Regions from separate parts of the Mus musculus genome. Here regions 1 and 3 are each linked to region 2. A link is a contact called in public HiChIP or PLAC-seq data. All regions are on one chromosome and are shown on one strand. Each heading gives the region's core, a stretch centred on a gene start, on an enhancer-like site or on the middle of the called end of the contact. The rest is flanking DNA. Distances are from core to core; before and after follow the strand shown. Region 1 holds the start of 4930590L20Rik (RIKEN cDNA 4930590L20 gene). Region 2 holds the start of Cfh (complement component factor h). Region 3 overlaps Kcnt2 (potassium channel, subfamily T, member 2).

What was found. HiChIP or PLAC-seq counts read pairs in DNA pulled down with a chosen protein or histone mark.
Region 1: an H3K27ac HiChIP or PLAC-seq map of embryonic stem cells shows a contact between it and region 2, with 8 times the contacts expected there. The contact joins the promoter of 4930590L20Rik here to the promoter of Cfh in region 2. A contact is called at or near these places in 24 of 39 promoter capture datasets (the 3T3-L1 cell line, 3T3-L1-derived adipocytes, the C10 cell line and 14 more), 6 of 15 datasets of contacts at CTCF or cohesin (embryonic stem cells, large pre-B cells, pro-B cells and 1 more), 50 of 484 Hi-C or Micro-C datasets (3T3-L1-derived adipocytes, the AtT-20 cell line, the C10 cell line and 22 more), 8 of 115 datasets of contacts at active chromatin or transcription factors (embryonic basal ganglia, embryonic stem cells and stem cell-derived neural progenitor cells) and 4 of 9 other capture datasets (adipose tissue, embryonic stem cells, liver and 1 more).
Region 3: an Esrrb HiChIP or PLAC-seq map of embryonic stem cells shows a contact between it and region 2, with 5 times the contacts expected there. The contact joins the enhancer-like site here to the promoter of Cfh in region 2. A contact is called at or near these places in 14 of 39 promoter capture datasets (the 3T3-L1 cell line, the C10 cell line, the HPC-7 cell line and 7 more), 2 of 484 Hi-C or Micro-C datasets (embryonic stem cells and liver), 5 of 115 datasets of contacts at active chromatin or transcription factors (embryonic stem cells and fibro-adipogenic progenitors) and 1 of 9 other capture datasets (adipose tissue).

What each region holds. Positions count from the first base shown.
Region 1 is chr1:140,655,112-140,658,243 of GRCm38.p6, reverse strand. 4930590L20Rik (RIKEN cDNA 4930590L20 gene) reads left to right here and starts at 1,842. Exons shown (of 4, transcript NR_040604.1): 1 at 1,842-1,916.
Region 2 is chr1:140,181,742-140,184,824 of GRCm38.p6, reverse strand. Cfh (complement component factor h) reads left to right here and starts at 1,414. Exons shown (of 22, transcript NM_009888.3): 1 at 1,414-1,660. The coding sequence starts at 1,549.
Region 3 is chr1:140,451,922-140,455,013 of GRCm38.p6, reverse strand. All of the region lies in intron 13 of Kcnt2 (potassium channel, subfamily T, member 2), which reads right to left. Among named protein-coding and RNA genes, the nearest start is that of 4930590L20Rik, 200 kb to the left of the region's middle. Within about 2 kb of position 1,338, at least 5 of the 459 cell types and tissues checked have an H3K27ac peak or open chromatin away from gene starts, as enhancers often do. A contact at or near this core is called in embryonic stem cells and stem cell-derived epiblast-like cells, where this site is marked.

The sequences.
Region 1 (3,132 bases), core at 593-3,092, 470 kb before region 2:
GAGCAAGCTTCAAATTAAAATTTTTTCCTCATTCTTGTCCCAAAGTAATCCTTTGAGAGACCAAAAAAGTTTTTATGACTGTCTTCATTTCCATTGAGACATCAAGAGTAAAACATGGTTGGGTGAGAGGCTTTCTAGCTCTACGCAGAGTTGCAGACACACAGACTTGAAAAAAACTGATCAGAATATTAATTATACTGTCATGCAAAAAAAAAGGTCATAAATATATATTACACAGCCTAAGAGTCACAGAGTAGAACACATGACAGTAGGCTTGAAGTTAAAACACAGTATTTTAAAAACAGATATTACAAAATGCCTTTGATAAAGAATGCGTAAATGATGGAATATTGTGTAGCTATGTAAGTGTTTTAAAGACTCTGGGAGAATCGCACGTTAAATTACTAAATTTGAAACTTAAGATACAAAATAATAAATGCACCTATGTATATAATATATATTACTTAATTATAAATTATATATTATTTGTGTATTGTTGAAATACAACTAAGTATTATATAATGTTTATTGTTATAACATGTCTACATATAATTTAGATAACTCTAAGTAAAATTATTAAAAGCACTGATTTAGTGGTAGAATTTTGATCAATAATGATTTTAGATTTCATGTATTTGTTGAATATTCCAAAATCTCCTAAAACTTATATTGATCTATTTTATAATAATATGCCTTACTGGTATGTCAAGCGCAAATACAGCTGGGACTAATGCTGGTGTTGGAAAATGTCATTTTTAAATCAGCCTTTCATGGTGAATATTAGATTCATTGATGCTAGATAAATTATTTTCACAGATCAATTAAATGTGTCTATTCTGCTTTATATTTTATAAAAATGAATTAGCACAAGAACTGTACACATTAAGAACATTTTATTAGCCTTAAGATTTTATACTCATGTTAAAACCCCACTCAGATTTAATTTTGTACCCTTTTGAATACAAAATACGCTTCTGAAAAATTTTAAATTCTTTTCTCCCACTAAAAATGGTTTAAATTTTACAAGTCTTTTTTAATCAGATATTTTCTTTATTTACATTTCAAATTGTATCGCCTTTCCTCATTTCACCTCTGAAAATACTCCTATCCTCTCCCCTCTCCTCCTGCTCACTAACCCACCCACTCTTGCTTCCTTGTCCTGGCATTCCCCTACACTGGGACATCGAGCCTTCATAAGACCAAGGGACGCTCCTCTCATTGATATCTCGCAGGCCATCCTCTGCTACATATGCAGCTGGAACCATGGATCCCTTCATGTGCACTTTTTGGTTTGTAGTTTAGTCCCTGGGAGATCTGGGGGTACTGGTTAGTTCATATTGTTGTTCCACCCATGGGATTTCAAATCCGAATTTCAGCTCTTTGGTCCTTTCTCTAGTTCCTCCATTGGGGCCCCTGTGCTCAGTCCAATGGATAGCTGTGAGAATCCACTTCTGTATTTGTCAGTCACTGGCAGAGCCTCTCAGAAAACAGCTATAACAGGCTCTTATTAGCAAGCACTTGTTGGTATCCTCAATAGTCTCTGGGTTTGGTATTGCGTCCCGCTCGACCGGCAAGAAAGACGCAACAAACCAGAATCTTCCGCGGCAAGAGCTTTATTGCTTGTTTCTCAGGAAGATCCCAAACTGGGAAAATGGTGCTGCTTTTATAACCCGCAGCGTGACGTTTCAGCACCTGATATGGCGTGACAGCTCCTGATTTGTTGCTTGCCCATCACCCCACTATTACACCCCGATAATGGGAGTGACTAGGAGTGAATTCACTCTCGCACCTGCGTACAAGGCTTGTTTACTAGTTAGGCACAGCGGAGGCCCGCGCCATCTTATAATGGCGATTGCTCGCGGCACACACGGCTCTCCTCAGAGATTACCGGAATTTTATATGGAATGGATCGGCAGGTGGGACAGTCACTGGATGGCCTTTCTTTCACCTTCTGCTCCAAACTTTGTCTCTGTGTCTCCTCCCTTGAGTATTTTGTTCCCCCTTCTAAGAAGGACTGAAACATTCACACTTTGGTCTTACTTCTTCTAGAGTTTCATGTGGTCTGTGGATTGTATCTTGCGTATTCTGAACTTCTGAGATAATATCCACTTATTAGTGAGTACATATTATATGTGTTCTTTTGTGATTGTTTTACCTCACTCAGGATATTTTCTAGTTCCATCCGTTTGCCTAAGAACTTCATGACTTCATCCTTTTTAATAGCTGATTAGTACTCCAACACATTTTCTGTATCCAATCCTCTGTTGAAGGACATCTAGATCCTTTCCAGCTTTGGGCAATTACAACTAAAGCTGCTATGAACATAGTAGAGCATGTGTCCTTGTTACACGTTGGAGCATATTCTGGGTATATGCTCAGGAGTGGTATAACTGGGTCCTCAGGTAGTACTAGGTCCAATTTGCTGAGCAACCACAAAACTGATTTCCAGATGGTTGTAACAGCTTGCAATCTCACCAGCAAGGGAGGAGTGTTCCTTTCTCCACATCCTCGCCAGCATCTGCTGTCACCTGAGATTTTGAACTTAACCATTCTGACTGATGTGATGTGGAATCTCAGGGTCATTTTGACTTGACTTTCTCTTATGACTAAGGATGTTGAACATTTCTTTAAGTGATTTTTCAGCCATTTGACATTCCTCAGATGAGAATTCTTTGTTAACCTTTGTACCCCATTTTTAATATGGTTATTTGGTCTCTGGAGACTAACTTCTTGAGTTCTTTGTATATATTGGATATTAGCCCTCTATCAGATGTAGGGTTGATAAAGATCTTTTCCCAAACTGTTGGTGGCCTTTTTGTCCTATTGACAGTTTCCTTTGCCATATTGAAGTTTTGTAATTTTATGAGGTCCCATTTGTGAATTCTTGATCTTAGAGCATAAGCTATTGGTGTTTTGTTCAAGAAATTTTCCTCTGTGCCCTTGTGAAGAATTGAGTTGGGATTTTGATGGAGATAGTATTGAATCTGTAGATTGCTTTTGGAAAAATGGCCATTTTTGTTATATTAATCCTGTCAATCCATGAGCATGTGAGATCTTTCCTCTTCTGAGAGCCTCAATTTCTTTGTTGAGAGACTTGAAATTCTTGTCATACAGATCTTCCACTTGTTTAGT
Region 2 (3,083 bases), core at 165-2,664:
TCAGCAACATTCATCACTGCTCTCTGTAACAGGACTGCTGTCACCACGTGACCGGATGCTCCTAGGCTGTTCTTCCCTGATTGGCAGGCTCTCTGTTTGGGAACTGTGAGCAGAAATACACCTTTCCAAAAAAAAAAAAAAAAGAAAGAAATACACCTATCCTTCCCTTAGCAGCTTTCTCTGGCATCTTGTCACATCCACAAGACACGCAACTACTACAATGAGTTACTGGCAGTTGAATTCCTACACATTTAATGAAATAGAAAACAAGCCATCCGAAAACGCCGTTCTGTATAGACTTTGGATATTAGACCATCAGCTTGAGTATCGCACTCCTGACAGTTTATGGCTTTAAGAAAGTGTTTAAGTGCTCTATGCTCAGTTAACTCATCTATATGCTTGAGCTACAACAGCTTACCAAACCCCACACTATCTAACATTCGTAGCCCAATTTGTACTATTTTCAAGCTGAAATCTGTCCTTACCATGTACAGGAACAACTAAAAATTGTGCTATATTCAAATAATTGAATATTACATAGAATGACAAATGAACAGTTAGGAGCCATGTCCAACAAACACAGTTCTACGTAAATACAGGAGTAAATTACATAAAGTACAGGTAAATACAGTCCATGTTCTTAGAAACACTGACAGTGGGTGGAAGGAAACCTGGAGGGCACAGAGGGTACCAAGGTTATTAGGTTGGGAGTTGAATATCTGCCTCAGTTCTGCATCAATTCAGCATGCTGCTGACACTTTTTTTCCACCTCTATATTTCTTACTATAAAATACCTCAATGACAAGTTAGAAAATTAGCATTTCAAGTTGATGGGTTTTTTTTACTTATTTTTTTCCTTTTTCTATTGGATATTTTCTTTATTTACATTTCAAATGCTATCCCAAAAGTCCCCTATACCCTCCCTCCCCACCCCAGCCCTGCTTCCCTACCCACTCACTCCCACTTCTTGGCCCTGGCTTTCCCCTGTACTGGGGCATATAAAGTTTGCTAGACCAAGGTCCTCACAGACCAGTTGCTTCACACATATAAAAAGAATTTCTTGGGAGATTCAATTCATTAATTTTAGAAAACCAATCCCATAATCAACATCCATTAGCATGACAATCTTTTCAACATTTCTGTATTATGTATGCATGGGTGTTGGTCCTGAAAACACTGCCTAACTGAAGTTCTCTCAATGATTTTTAAATGTGCCTTCATGCTTTCTGTTCTGTGGTTTGTCCACAGTAGAACACAATTTAAAGGATTATGAAATCCAGCCCTTGCTCACATTTCCAGAAATGTGAACTTGTTTCCAAGCAAAACAAGCTGTGATTTACAAGAACAATCCAGCAGGTCACTGACAGGGCATAGTAACAACAAGAGATAAAACGCCCATGCTGCTGGACTTGTGGTCTACTATTTTAGTTTACTTTGCAGAAGTTGCTCATGGGCGGAGCAATCCTGATTTCCTAAACTGACTTTCAACTTCCCTTTGAAGCAAGTCTTTCCCTGCTGTGACCACAGTTCATAGCAGAGAGGAACTGGATGGTACAGCACAGATTTCTCTTGGAGTCAGTTGGTCCCAGAAAGATCCAAATTATGAGACTGTCAGCAAGAATTATTTGGCTTATATTATGGACTGTTTGTGCAGCAGAAGGTAAGCTGGAAACATTCTTTTCTCCTTCTTGCTGAGCCAAATTATAAAACATTTGCAGAAAATGTTTCTCACAGCAATCATTCAAATTATGTCTGGAAAATATATGTAATTACTAGTCTGTTACTTAGTGGATTTGGGTGGTAAGTTTAAAAACTGTAAACTGTTCATTTGACTATTGTAGTTGATAATTTGGCGAAATGTAAAACTCGAGACAGTGCTTTAAACAACCATTTGCAATCTATAATTGGGCATAGTCATTCAACTTTTAGTTATCATGATACAGGCTCCTGTTTTGTTCATGAGTGTCCCTGAAATATTTTATGTAAAACTAGTAAGAAATATGTAAACATCCAAACTTAATGAAAGCATTCACTTTTATTTTAATGAGTGGATTTATTTCAGGCATATTTCTAACCCTTCATAAATACATCATTTTACTGATACTGCCATGGCTTTAAAAGTTTTGTTCATAAGAACTGCAAGCATGAGATAAAATGATTATAAAATTTGACAGATAATCTGTACACAGTATTGGAAGGATCTGATTTGTTCCTGGTTTTGTTTTCTGAGAGTACATGTGAGGCATATTTGCTTCTGAAAGCCATTTTGAGGTAGGTAATATGAGTGTTGGAGTTCTTCTTTCATGGCAGTAACAGAAATTCCGACTTTATTATTCACTTAAATTCTACCAAAAATTGCTTAGTTTATCCATCGAAAGAGTTTACTCTGCTAATTTATGATAGGCAACTAGTTATGTGAAAAAACAATTAATTAACTCTTCTTTGTGTTTTGATTGTTTAAGATAGGGTGTCACTACACCCTTGGACTCACTGTAGTCCTCCTGACAGCCTCCCATGGGCTGAGGTTACAGGTGGGAGTGACTGCCATCCCTGACTTTTTATTTCAAGTGAATGACATAACTTTAATAATTTCCTTAAATGTTTCTCTTAGCTAATGCTTTGTAACTTGAGGCTTTGCTGTAGCCTCTTCACTAAAGAATTCTAACAACCTCTGACTGAATATTTACCAAATCTGGGAAGAAGAATAGATACAGATTCTTAGTTATATCTTTTTGTAAAATTCTAAAAAAATATTTAAGGGTATTTAATACTTTTTGAAAGAGTAAACTTTTTAAATCATATTTTCTAATATTATTCCTTATATTTTAGCTTTTGAATCTTATATTTAAGATTAAGGCAGTCATTTCCTTGTGTATGAAAATATAAGTATTGCTAAAATGAAATATTGACCAGTAATTCTAAATCAATGGTGATATTACCAAACATAACTCAACTTTTTATTTTGTCAAAGTCAATGTTTCATCTTTTATTTTGATGCTCTACTTGAATAATAATGCTTACTAAGAGATTTCTTTAGATACATATGATTAAAGAAAGAAGTATTTTATTTTTATCTAATTTTT
Region 3 (3,092 bases), core at 89-2,588, 270 kb before region 2:
TGAATGGCAGCAGAGGATAAACTTCGCAATATGAGGAAACAGAAAAAGTGAATGTTTCGGTGCCATCATGGCAAGCAGAAGCCCTAAATAAAAAGGGAGCCTATCTAAAGATCCTCTAGATGTAATTGATGAAAGAAAAAATAGTGGGTTCTTTTGTATATTCTCTGTAGATGTAGCTGAGAAGGGCTGGTACGTGGATTTTAGGTAAAGAAATTATAGTTGTTTTTGAAAATCTACATTTTGAAATGTCTGTTAATAATTTAATAGGTAATAATGGTTACACAGTTTGAGATATAGCACCCACGCTCATAATGGCTACTGACAGAGAATGGTAAAAGTAGAAATCTTGTACATTAATGACATATTCTAACACTCTCTCTCTCTCTCTCTCTCTCTCTCTCTCTCACACACACACACACACACACATGAAAGAAATTTGTTTTAGAATTCTCCTGATAGATAGATAAATGATCTTATGGTTTTTAGACAATGGTATTTAAACCATGTCTTCTGGCACATGATGCCTTTATTTCTCTTGATCTACAGCAATCCTTAAGGATTCCAAAGAGAAAACATCCCTTAGTGGACATCTCTCTTTCTTCCTAATTTTCAAGTCCTACTGACCATGTGATCATTCAATTTTTTTTTCTCTACAATATTCTGAAGAGAACTTATTTAGACTGAGGCTACTTTTTCATATCTTTCTTAATCCTTTTCTGTCTTAAACCTGTGAGTTAATAGTACATTCTCTCCAATATAATAATATATATTCATATTATATATTTATTTTAGTCTATTCTTCTAAACGTTAATGTAAGAAAATGAGTTAACATGAGAAGCAGGTACTAAGCTATACTTAAGAGCTGATAGTCTTACACTTTCCATTTACTGGTCACTGATTTTCTTGTGTGTTTGAAATAGTAACAATTCAGTTTTGGAATGCCTTTTCTTTACTATCATTTTTGGTCATTATTAAATAAGCTTAGAGGAATGGAGATCTGAGGTTGTGCAGCTGACACAATGAAAATGCTGTATGGTACCCAGTCAATAGTTACACATTTTGTGCTTTATTTAACACATTCTTCATTAAGAGTACAAACTATTAGTACCAGCAGAGCTCCTTGGAATTATACCACCAATCAAAGAAAACACATGGTGGGACTCATGGCTCTAGCTGCATTTGTAGCAGAGGATGGCTGTTGTGGATAGCCCTGGGGCTAATTATATTTGATGTTAATTCTGTTCTCCTGTGAGCAGTTGTGAACAAGGAATGAGTCAGCCCTCAGGTGATTTCCTGTAAACCTGCTTCCCACCTTAATTTGTAAAATAAAGGAGAGCTGATGATTGGGCAGATAAAAGAGAAGGTGGGGGAGAGAGAAGGAGAAAATGGAAGATCGAGAGGACCCAGAAGAGGAGGAGGAGAAAAAAAAGAGAAAAGCAGAGCAGAAGTACATGGCCTGGAGAAACTGCAAGTTCTAAGGGGTCTCATAAGCTGTGGAAGATGGTAATGTAGTGGTAGATCTGCCCAATTTAGGCACACAGCATGTAATCATATTAATTGTGTTGTGTTTTCATTGCTGGGGCATATTTGCATTGGGGAGAATTACTGCAGTAGATGGCCTAGTTGGTCATCAGTGGGAGGAGAGGCCCTTGGTCCTGTGAAGGCTCTATGCCCCAGTATAGGGGAATGCCAGGACCAGGAATGGGAGTGGGTGGGTTAGTGAGCAGGGGGAGGAGAAAGGGGATAGGGGATTTTCAGAGGGGAAAATAGGAAAGGGGATAACATTTGAAATGTAAATGAAAAAATATGTAATAAAAATTTTAAAAAAATAACTTAAAATAAAAAGCACAAACTATTGAAAGGGAAGCTTGTTTGTGAATGAGTGACCTATGTCTTTTTGGAAGCTTATCTTCAAAACATAATTACATTACCTATGAGCCACACTTTTTTAGTTGAGTTTTTGTAATGTATATACAGAATATAAAACTTATTTTACTCAACATTTTATTCTTTCTGCCTCTTTTTAGGTATACAACTTTTTTCTTCATTTTTATGGTGATAAGAATAAGAACCTATCTTTTCTATTGCTCACAAAATCCATTTATAGGCTTTCACATTGGATATAATCAAAACAGAAGTTATTGTTTCAATTGTGCTTCAGTATGTTCAAATAATAAAATCCACTTATTGAATGCTTGCTGCTATTTGTTTGACAGAAGAAACATACACCAATCTCCATGATAAGGGATAACTTACTGTAGGGTTTTCACTGTGTAGTATTTATGTAGTTGTAAGCAGAAATTTAAATTTTTTTACCCTGGCCACTTTTATTAATATGTTTTACTTTTAAAATGCATAATGTATAATCATTGGAAGATGTTTTTAGGGTTATTTGAGGATTTCATTTAAAGAGCTAAATATAAAAATGCATTGTTTGGATATCCATGAAAGTCAAAGTAGCACTTAAGCAATGTAAGAACACAATAAAAACCATCACGGTAATGTGATTTTTAGCAATTATTATTTGACCACAATTGCTATTAATTTTCTATAGTTACATATTGAAATCAACCCCTAATAACTCAACATATGCTTTACTCATCAAAATTCTACATATCAACATGCTTTGAGTTGGCTGGTGCCTAAGAGAGAGTTCTGCAAGCTGGTAGATGAGTCTTACTTCTCCTCTTGCTATTTGTTCTTTTGGGAAAGTAAACAGGGCTTCTTCAGATGCAGCCCAGAGGCTGCAAGACCACATTCCAGTAAGACACACATGCTAGAGTTGGCTCCTTGGGGACCATCATTTTAATGATCTATTAAACAAGCTGACAGCTTTATCCACTGCCTTTTATTATGAAAAGTCTGTTACTTCTCAAACTCTTGCTGAGATAGAAAATGATTTATATTGATCTGAGAGCGTCATACATCAGCCTTAATATCTTTATGACATTTTAATGAAACTACAATGCTTTCATCTTTTATACTATAAAAAGCCTCCCATCTGATATGTTGTAATCTCAGCTATAAAAGAACTTAGAGCACTATTAAGCAAAATTTGAACATGTGTCAAAATATGAAATATTGAGATGAA